Regions from separate parts of the Macaca mulatta genome. Here region 1 is linked to region 2. Evidence: chromatin contacts called from public Hi-C data. All regions are on one chromosome and are shown on one strand. Each heading gives the region's core, a stretch centred on a gene start, on an enhancer-like site or on the middle of the called end of the contact. The rest is flanking DNA. Distances are from core to core; before and after follow the strand shown. Region 1 overlaps LOC144340671 (a long non-coding RNA gene). Region 2 holds the start of IER5 (immediate early response 5).

Evidence for each region. Hi-C and Micro-C count contacts between places; a contact is called where the count stands out from the background.
Region 1: a contact with region 2 is called in a Hi-C map of fetal cortex germinal zone, with 4 times the contacts expected there. The contact joins the enhancer-like site here to the promoter of IER5 in region 2. A contact is called at or near these places in 5 of 14 Hi-C or Micro-C datasets (cortical neurons, fetal cortex germinal zone, fetal cortical plate and 2 more).

The regions. Positions count from the first base shown.
Region 1 is chr1:38,556,525-38,560,767 of T2T-MMU8v2.0, reverse strand. It overlaps LOC144340671 (a long non-coding RNA gene), which reads right to left. Exons shown (of 6, transcript XR_013416918.1): 4 at 1-39. Among named protein-coding and RNA genes, the nearest start is that of IER5, 59 kb to the right of the region's middle. Within about 2 kb of position 1,972, at least 18 of the 40 cell types and tissues checked have an H3K27ac peak or open chromatin away from gene starts, as enhancers often do. A contact at or near this core is called in fetal cortex germinal zone, where this site is marked.
Region 2 is chr1:38,498,161-38,502,413 of T2T-MMU8v2.0, reverse strand. IER5 (immediate early response 5) reads right to left here and starts at 2,739. Exons shown (of 1, transcript XM_002802002.4): 1 at 601-2,739. The coding sequence starts at 2,533. The coding sequence ends at 1,550.

The DNA of each region.
Region 1 (4,243 bases), core at 723-3,222, 59 kb before region 2:
GAGGAGTAGTTAGCTGACCACTGAAGGGGAAGGGCTTTCCTGACAAAAACGAAGCACAAAAGCGTGGAGCTGTGAATGAGACGACCAGGCTGGGGAATGGGGTGAAGGAGGGTGGTAATGAGAGGTACAGAGGAGAGGCAAGAGAGAAGGATGGGAACACGCTCCTAAAAAAAAGTGCCAAAAGGAGTTACCACTTTTCTTTAAGGCAGTGAGGAAGATTTTAGGAGGAAATGCAGCATCCTCTGATTCATGTTTTCGAAAGCTCTCATTTGCTGCTGCACTGAGGTTTGATTAAAGGGTGAAGTCCCAGGGGCAGAAACACACTGACAAGGGCCTGAGCACACCAGAGAGTGAGGGCGCACGGTGGAGATTCAAGCGCCACTTCAGAGGCAGGCTGGGGAGGATCCAATGACCATCAGATGGAGGAGAGAGGGACGGTGCAGGAATTTCTGAGCCTGTTTAATGTCCAAGAAGGGAGAGCATGGGAGAGAAGATAAAGAGTTTCATTTGGTACAGTTTGAGGAGTCTGTGAGACATTCAGTAACAAAATTAGGTTTTGGCACACCCCTGTCCTCCAATTTCCCCACACCCTTCATTCTCTACCTCAGGGATGAAGCAACCTGATGAGCTAATCTCCACTGAGGTTGAATTAAGATTTAAAGGTTTAACCTGTGACTTCCCCCCACCGACAGGAATTGCATTTTCATTTAACAGGAGTACCACTTAGCCAGTCTTAATCAAAGGAAGGGCTCTCTATAGCAAAATTCCAGGCAATGTAATGAGCAAGTTGGGGAGATGCTTTCAGGCAGGGAGATCTGCCAAACACCCCTCAAATCACATGACAGAGGCTACAGCTACAAACTCTCTTAGTGCAGAGAATTCCCTGTTGAAGTTTCCCCTTCATTCCAATAACCCCAGTTCATCCCATAGACAAAGGGATCTTCCTCCAGGCAGGACGATGATCTCTTATGGTGGGGTGGCAGGACAGCAGATGTCACAGAGGCCTGGGGTCACTGAGTTCAAGTCCTGGTTCTGCCATTTATTGCTGTATAATCTTGGGCAGTTATTTAACTTTTCTCTAAGACTCGAGTTCACCATCTATTAAACAGGAGTTCAGAGCATTTGCCTCTGAGGCTGTTGTGAGCCCAGATTTAAATCACATGGTCACTGTAAACACTGGTGGTTCCTTCTCCCACTCTCACCTCTCCAACGTATTACTTCAAACTTGAAAGTCCGTCATTCTCACTGCCTCCACCATTTATCTCAGTGTCTTTCAACACCCAATTCACTTAGAGAAGCCTAATTTTCTTCCTGTTCATGCGCTATTAGCTGCTCTGACAACTCTAGGTGATGAAAAGCCACCATTTGGGCGGCACAGGCTGAGCCTCCACGCTCAGCAGAGCCGCCTGCGAGCTGCCTGCAGGGGGCAGCATCGGGCAGCGTAAGGCAACGCCAGGGCTCCGTTGTAAAACGCTGGGGTCGGTCTGGAAAGGGCTGCAGAGAAGGCGTTTGAATTCAGACTCCAGCTGACAAAGGATCTATTTTACTCCATGCGGGTCTGACGCAGTCTGTTAGGGAGTCAAGTCTTTGGTAAACAAGAGTGTAGGGAGTGGCTATCCAAAAACAACCCGACCTGCGTAAGTCCAGCAGCGTTTTTCCCAAACCCACACCAGGACTAGGTTACCCTTTGATAAGCACGGGTGAGAGAAGCAAAGACATCTCCTTACAGACTCACGGGACCCTTGTTGCAGATGCGCCCTTCACCCCCAGTGAAGCAGTGGGAGAGAGACCTTGACAAGGACAAGAAGGGGAGCTTAACCTCCCCCTCCCCATAAGCATTTTTAGATTTTCCCACACACTCAGCCCCTTCGGGGAGTCCTGGAGAAGACAAAAGAAACAGACACAGATGCTGATTCTAAAGAAGCTATTAATATTGTTGAAAAGACATGCAGATGTGAAGCTGGGACACAAGGGTACACATGATCATGCTCTGTTTCGGAGAAAGCCTGGTGGCTCCATGTCCCCAAAGCCCCAGGATGCACAGGCCAACCTGGGATGATTTTCTATGATTTGTGAATTTGTTGACATGGAAAAACAAAGGGGCAGAATGTTTAAAATCAATCAAGACTGCCCCGGAAGTCCAGAATGTGAGATCGCCGAAGGGACAGATGATCAGAGCTGTAGGAATTTGAGGAAGGGAACTATTGATGAAAGTGGCGTTATAAGTGGCCTGGACAAGCCAGTGGACTTGGTCCCTCCTGAGCCTCTGTGCCAATGAGAGACACTCATCACCCACTCTCCTATTGAGTTTGGCTGGAGAGGGGAACTGCTATGTCACCGTGACATCATCACCTTCCAGGAATCATTGAGTCAGCCTCAGCCCTCCAGGCCCCGGAAGTGGAGGCCCCAAGGCAGGACCCACTCACTTCCTCCTAGCCCAAGGCCAGGGGAGAGGGGGCTGCTCCCGCAGAGCTTTGGGCCTGTGTTTCACCACCCTCTCCCACTACTCAAGGCAGCCAGGACCTGACCCAGGGTAGGTCAGCTTTGCAAAGGGACAGACATCAGCGTGGTGCCAGCTGAAGTGAAGACTGGCAGTGGCTGAGAGTTGAAATGCAAGCATCCCTGGGAGAGGTCGGGCTTGTAGCTTTGCCAGTCCTTCATACCTCCCTTATGTACATGAGCTTCTAAGGGAAAAAAATGTGATGGAGGAAGGAATTAGGAATGAAGTAAGAGGGAGTGGGGGCTGGCAGGAACAAGTGCAGAAAGCCAAGGTGGGGAGGGCTAAAAGAAAACCTGTGCCCACTTCACAGCTAAAGGTCACTGTAGATCTGGTGTCACCTGCAGACAGTCATGGGGGGAGGCAGATCCGTCCAGGCCCATTCCCTTCCCAACAGTGAGCACCACACAGCTCAACTCATCCCATGGCCAGAAGCCCAGGTACAGGGTCAGAGGGTGTCCACCTGTGGCCCTCAGGGGGTGACTTCCTCCTGCCCCTTCCCCCAGCATAGTCACAGGTGCCTCCCCCATCTTCCCCACATCAGAACTTTCCCCTCTCTGCTAAGAGGATTCAAACCAGTATCTGTCCACACCACATCGGCATCTGTTTCATCTTTTCATTAAACTCAGTGTTCCCTTGCTCTGTAAGCTGGTCTTAGGAAGAAGAAAATTAACCAGTAGGCAATAATACGATTTTCTAGCATGGCAAACATCCTATACTCCTCCTATCCCCACTAACACACACATACACACACGTGTGTGCACACACACAATCGGCCATGTTTATTACATTGGTTCACTTAATGCCAACAACACCCTGCCAGGTAAATGTCTCCATCTTCCAGATGAGAACACTGCACTTCAGAAAGGGAAAGGAAGTTCTCCAGGGCACACAACTAGTGAGTGACAGAGCCAGTCTCAGAAGCCAGGTCCGTCTGTCTCCAAGGAGCTGGGATCTTTGCATTCGGGTACTCTGACTCAAAATAGGAGCCTCCTCTGCTTCTGAGTCAGAAACTTTAAAATTAGAATTTCATTCAGCGATTCACAAAATCTTAAGGTTGGAAGAAATGTTGAAGGTTGTCCAGGTCCATGACCCGGCAGACATCTGCCTCTCCTGCATAGCAGTGTTTTGGCTTCTGCTTGGATGCTCCAATCCAGGAAGTGTCCTGGTTCAGCCCCTGCTGGTTTAGAATTATTAGATAGTTCTAGCGGTTTTGGAGCTTCACTCTCTGCCTATAACATGCGTGCATTGGGTGTGCTCTTGGGAACATACGGAACCTAAGCAGTGTCACCATGAATTCTCTTTCGCCAGACTGCGTGTTCTCGAGTCCTTGCAAGCTGCTCTTATGTGGAGGTTTCTCCCCACTCTCCTCTGTATGGGGGTCCGGTTTGTCTGTTCAGTCTCGAAGGGAGACCCAGCATGACTGTAATTCTCCAGAAGCGAGCTGACCAGCCCCGAGAATGGGACCAGGTTCCACTGAGGAGACTGTAACTTGTTCATTTATTTACAGATCTTAATACACTAGGGACTCATTTTGACCTTATTATGAATGAAAACCCTTAAATGCCTTTCCCATGTGCTGTCCCTAAGCCACACCCTTTCCTGCCCCTGTGTGGCTGGGTTTGAGATGCTTATAACCTGGTCTCTCAGGTTAGGCAATGGCCTGAACATGCTCTTGGATGGTCTGACCAGCCCCCTACTGCCCAGGCCTCTCCTCAGTGCTCCCTGGCGCTGCTGACCCTCTAG
Region 2 (4,253 bases), core at 1,490-3,989:
GCAATTTCCCTCTCACCAATACATTTACTTTCTAGATATAAGAGAAAAATGGAAAATTTACATCCTGACATCCACTGTAATGCAGAGGTGGACCTGACAATTTGGACAAGTCAGTCTCTTTCATCTTCCTATGTCAGTTCGAATGGGCTTTTAAGGTAAACTATCTAAACTTTTTTTTTTTCAATTACAAAGCTAAAAGATGACCCATATTAACAGCTTAACAGGAAACAAAGTTTTGCTGAAAAACATTTTTGCAGATAAGCAGGGCTTCAAAAGCTGATGGTTAAATTACTTAATAATATATACCCACATATTGGGTGACAAATTGGTCTAAACCGACCTTAGAAAAGCCAGTTGTAGCGGTAGGTTTCAAGAACCTGGCAGGTCGCTGATATTAGTATCTAATAGCATTCCTCTGATCTAGGAGGAAAAATTAAACGTGTCTCTCTTGATACTTAGTGGAGTCAGTAAACAATGTTCTCAGTCTGCGAATGACTGATATTAAGAACCACACCTTCAATTTTCTAGCCCAGGCCCTGGTTTCCCTCCTCCCACTTCCCTCCCAACCCAGGCAGGTTATTGCAGACAAGCAGGCAGTTACGTTGCTTCAAAATATTTAATACGTGTTAGACACGTAGAAGTTACATTTTTATACAAAAATCAATACAACGAAGGAGAAAATACTGTACAAAAACCTTATCAGCTCCCCCAACCTTTATATAACAAAGACTGGAGTCACCATATCTACAAAACCATAAGGTCTTTCCACTTCGGGCTTCTGTCTGTAAACTTTCATTAAACACTTTTTAAAAGCACTGTGTAGTAGTTCTGACCTAGAGCTTTTAAAAATATATCTTTTCTCTATAAACTCCATTATTTCCAAGCTTGAACTCTTCTGTGAAGTTCAAGCTTTTTCTCCCCTGCGGGGAAGCAAAGGACGGTTAATATGCCCCTTTCCTAGAGTAATCACAGGATATAAACGTTTCTTCATTGGGAGAGAAAGGTGGGGAGGGACAGAAGGAATCCAAGTCTGTGCTGCTGCCTAAATCCCTCTCGTCTTAGGAAATCCTGTGCGGAAACGCCACTCCTGGCCCTGAAGCGGGTCTAGCTTTCCGGTGAGGGGTGGGTGTAAAGTCCCTCCCTCCCCGGAGAACGAATGGGGAACTCCCCGGCCCAAACCTTTTAGCCGCTTCCTTCTCCACGCAGCCGGCAGAGGAAAGTCCCTGTCTGCCCCCAATCTCTTAAGCCCTGGGGAAGGAGTGGTGCATTCCAGAACAAAATAGTCTTAATGCCACAAGACAAACTTACATACACAGACATACACAAACACAAAAAGTTAAAGATCGTCCTCTTCCAATGAGCCTCAAGCTCCCAGGTCTCCAGAAAAGCCAGATGCGCCCGGGGGCAGTTTGCGATGCCCAGCGGCAACCAGTCTGCCCAACGCGCTCAGCGGCCGCGGTCTCTGGGCGTCCTCGCAGCCAGCAAGGGCCCGACCCTCACTTCGAGGACGCCCGCTGCTCAACCTCCTCCCCGCATGGGGGCCAAGGGCTCAGAAGGCCACGATGGCTGTGCTCCAGGGGTTCATGTCTCTCAGCACCGGCTTATCGCAGCAGATCTGCCCGGGCTCGGCGGCTTCCGGGCCGCTCTCCTCTCCCTCCTCTTCCTCCCTGCCGCCCCCGGGGCTTTTCCGTAGGAGTCCCGAGAAACTGGAACCGAAGATGCTGATGAGGTTAGCCACGTTCCCGGTCTCCATCTCCTCCGCGTCGTCGTCCTCTCCTCCACTCGGCGGCTGCTCTAAGTTCCGGCGGGGCTTCTTGAGCGGGGTCGAGCCGGGCGCCGGGCAGCCCGCTGGGCCGCCGCCCACCCCCGCCGCGCCGCGCTTCCTGGGGCACACTGCGGGCTGCGCGGGGGGCTCGTCCTCGGCTGGTCGCGGCGCGCAGCAGCAGGCAGTGCGGGGGGTCGCGGCCGGTGTACCCGGCGGGTCCTCCCCGCCTAGGGGGCAGCCGCAGGGGCGGCGCGCGGCAAGCGATCCCTCGGGGAAGACGCCCCAGCCTCCGGCGGGACCCTCGGCTTCTCCGGCCGCCGCCTGGCGCGGCCGCTCCACGCGGCTCCAGGCAGCTTCCGTCGCGTCCGCCTCTCCGCCCTGAAGAACGTCCCCGACTCCGGTCACCGTGGTCACTGGCACCTCGTCCCCTACCCGCGGCGCGTGTGAGACGGAAGGGCGCTCCGGTTGCGGCTCGGTCTCCGGCCAAGAGGCACGGGCGACGGGCGGGGGCGGCTCTCCCCAGCCGGCGGGTGGCCCGGCCGCCGGCTCCCCGGGCTGCTGCTGCGGTGGCGGCGCCGGGATCCCAGCGGGACCGGCCAGGTAGAGGCCGGGGCACGGGTCGCTCAGGTAGACCTGGCGGGCGCTGCGCAGCACCAGCGAGACCAGGAGGTTCTTATGCAGCTTGATGCCGCCGCGCTGGACCCGCGAGTTGTAGATCTTGCCCAGGGAGATGCTGACGATTCGGTGAGCCTCCAGCTTGAACTCCATCCTGCCTCCCCTGCACAGGGCCGTCGGCGCCGGGGTGTTACGTTCGGAAACTGGGAGGGAACGGGAGGCGCAAACAAGTCCGCCCCGTGGGCACACCCTTGATCACCTAAGACTCCGAAGAGAAATGACTCCGGTGACGCGCGCTCACTGCCCCGCAGACCTCTCTACACCAGACAACTACCCCGTTTCGGGTCCGGTAGCTAAACAGGGCAGCCCGGCCGCCCCGCGCCTTATATAGACTCCTCGACCGCCAATCACGAAGGGCCGCCAACCGTTCCGCGGCTGGCCGGCGCGCCCTCGTGCGCCGCGCACGGCCAATCGGAGCCCGAGGAGGGGCGCCAAGGCCCGTTCGAACGTTAGTCCCGCGGAGCAAGCTCTTAAAGGGGGCGACGGATTGCGGGCGCAGACCAGGCCGATGGGGAGTGAGTGTTGGGGACCGTGTTGGGGACCGTGCTCGAGGGCGCTACTGTTTGGAGTTACAGATTCTGGCTTGTGCGATGGCTTGCCGGAACCAAAGCGAACAAAATATTCGAACTTTCTTCCGAGCACGGTGTTGGACTCTGTTCTGCCATAAAGTCCTGATCTTTTCCTGATCAACTCCGCCCTAACCGGCCACGCCACCATTTCCAGGCCCGCCACACCTGTAAGCGATTCCCCTCAACCCTGGCAAAAATAGAGATGGTGGCTATACGCGGCGGAGGACACCCCTGGATAACAAATAGTATTACTGCAAAGTATTTGGCTGTCATTATTTTTGGATGAGCCGCTTTCCCCGCTAGAGTCACATACACTCTTAGCAGCTGTCAGTTCTAACACCAAAGAAAAAGGGGATTCTAAAAGTTTTTGGCTAGGTTCTTGGCTTCTTATCAAGGAATTGTGTCTAGATACAAAGTTACTGGTTGCCCTCTAAAGCCGGCATCTTTCACTTTGTTCTCTAGATTCTGGAACAAAGCCAGTTATCAAATAGGTTAAATGGAAGATGTTACAGGTTCTCCACAATGATTTTTTTCCCATTTCCATTTTTCCATTACAAGGACTGATCAGTCAACCCTTGGAAAAATCGAGCAAGGTCTGAAAATAAAAAGAAAGAAGTCCTGTGTTCCCATGATGATGTCATAATTTCATTTTGTGTCAAGGTAAAAATATAGCGCTAGGGAGTTCCAGAATTTTCTGGTCAGTCAACAATGTAGTCCATCTACTGGTCCTTATATCAGGGCACAATTACCACAGGGTTGCCCAGGGTCCTGGACTGGAAACATGGAGTCACTTCCAGTTAGTTCCACCGAAGCTCCACCACAGACCTGCCTGAGGACTCTGGGTAAATAACCTCAGACCGCTTCAGTGTCTCCACCGCTGAAAAGGGGAAGTCACATACACATCTGCTTTATTGTACAGACGATAAATGACAACTTCTCAGCCACAAACTGAATGAGAAAACTAAGCACTGCTTTCTTGGAGTCCATGTGGAACCCTGGGCCTGATCCTGCCCCAGGGATTGGCCAAGCAATGAATTTATTTAGGAAAAATACCAGTGAAGGGTGGGCTTGATCATGACCAATTGACAATCTCCAGAAGATGTGATGGCTCAGTAGCATTACCTGTGCCCACAACTGATGGTAACTGAGACTGCAGGCTCTGAGACCCAGTTCCTCCCCCCTCTAGGAATTTTCAGCCCATGCAGAGAAAGAGATAAAATAATGACACAAAAATTACAAAACCA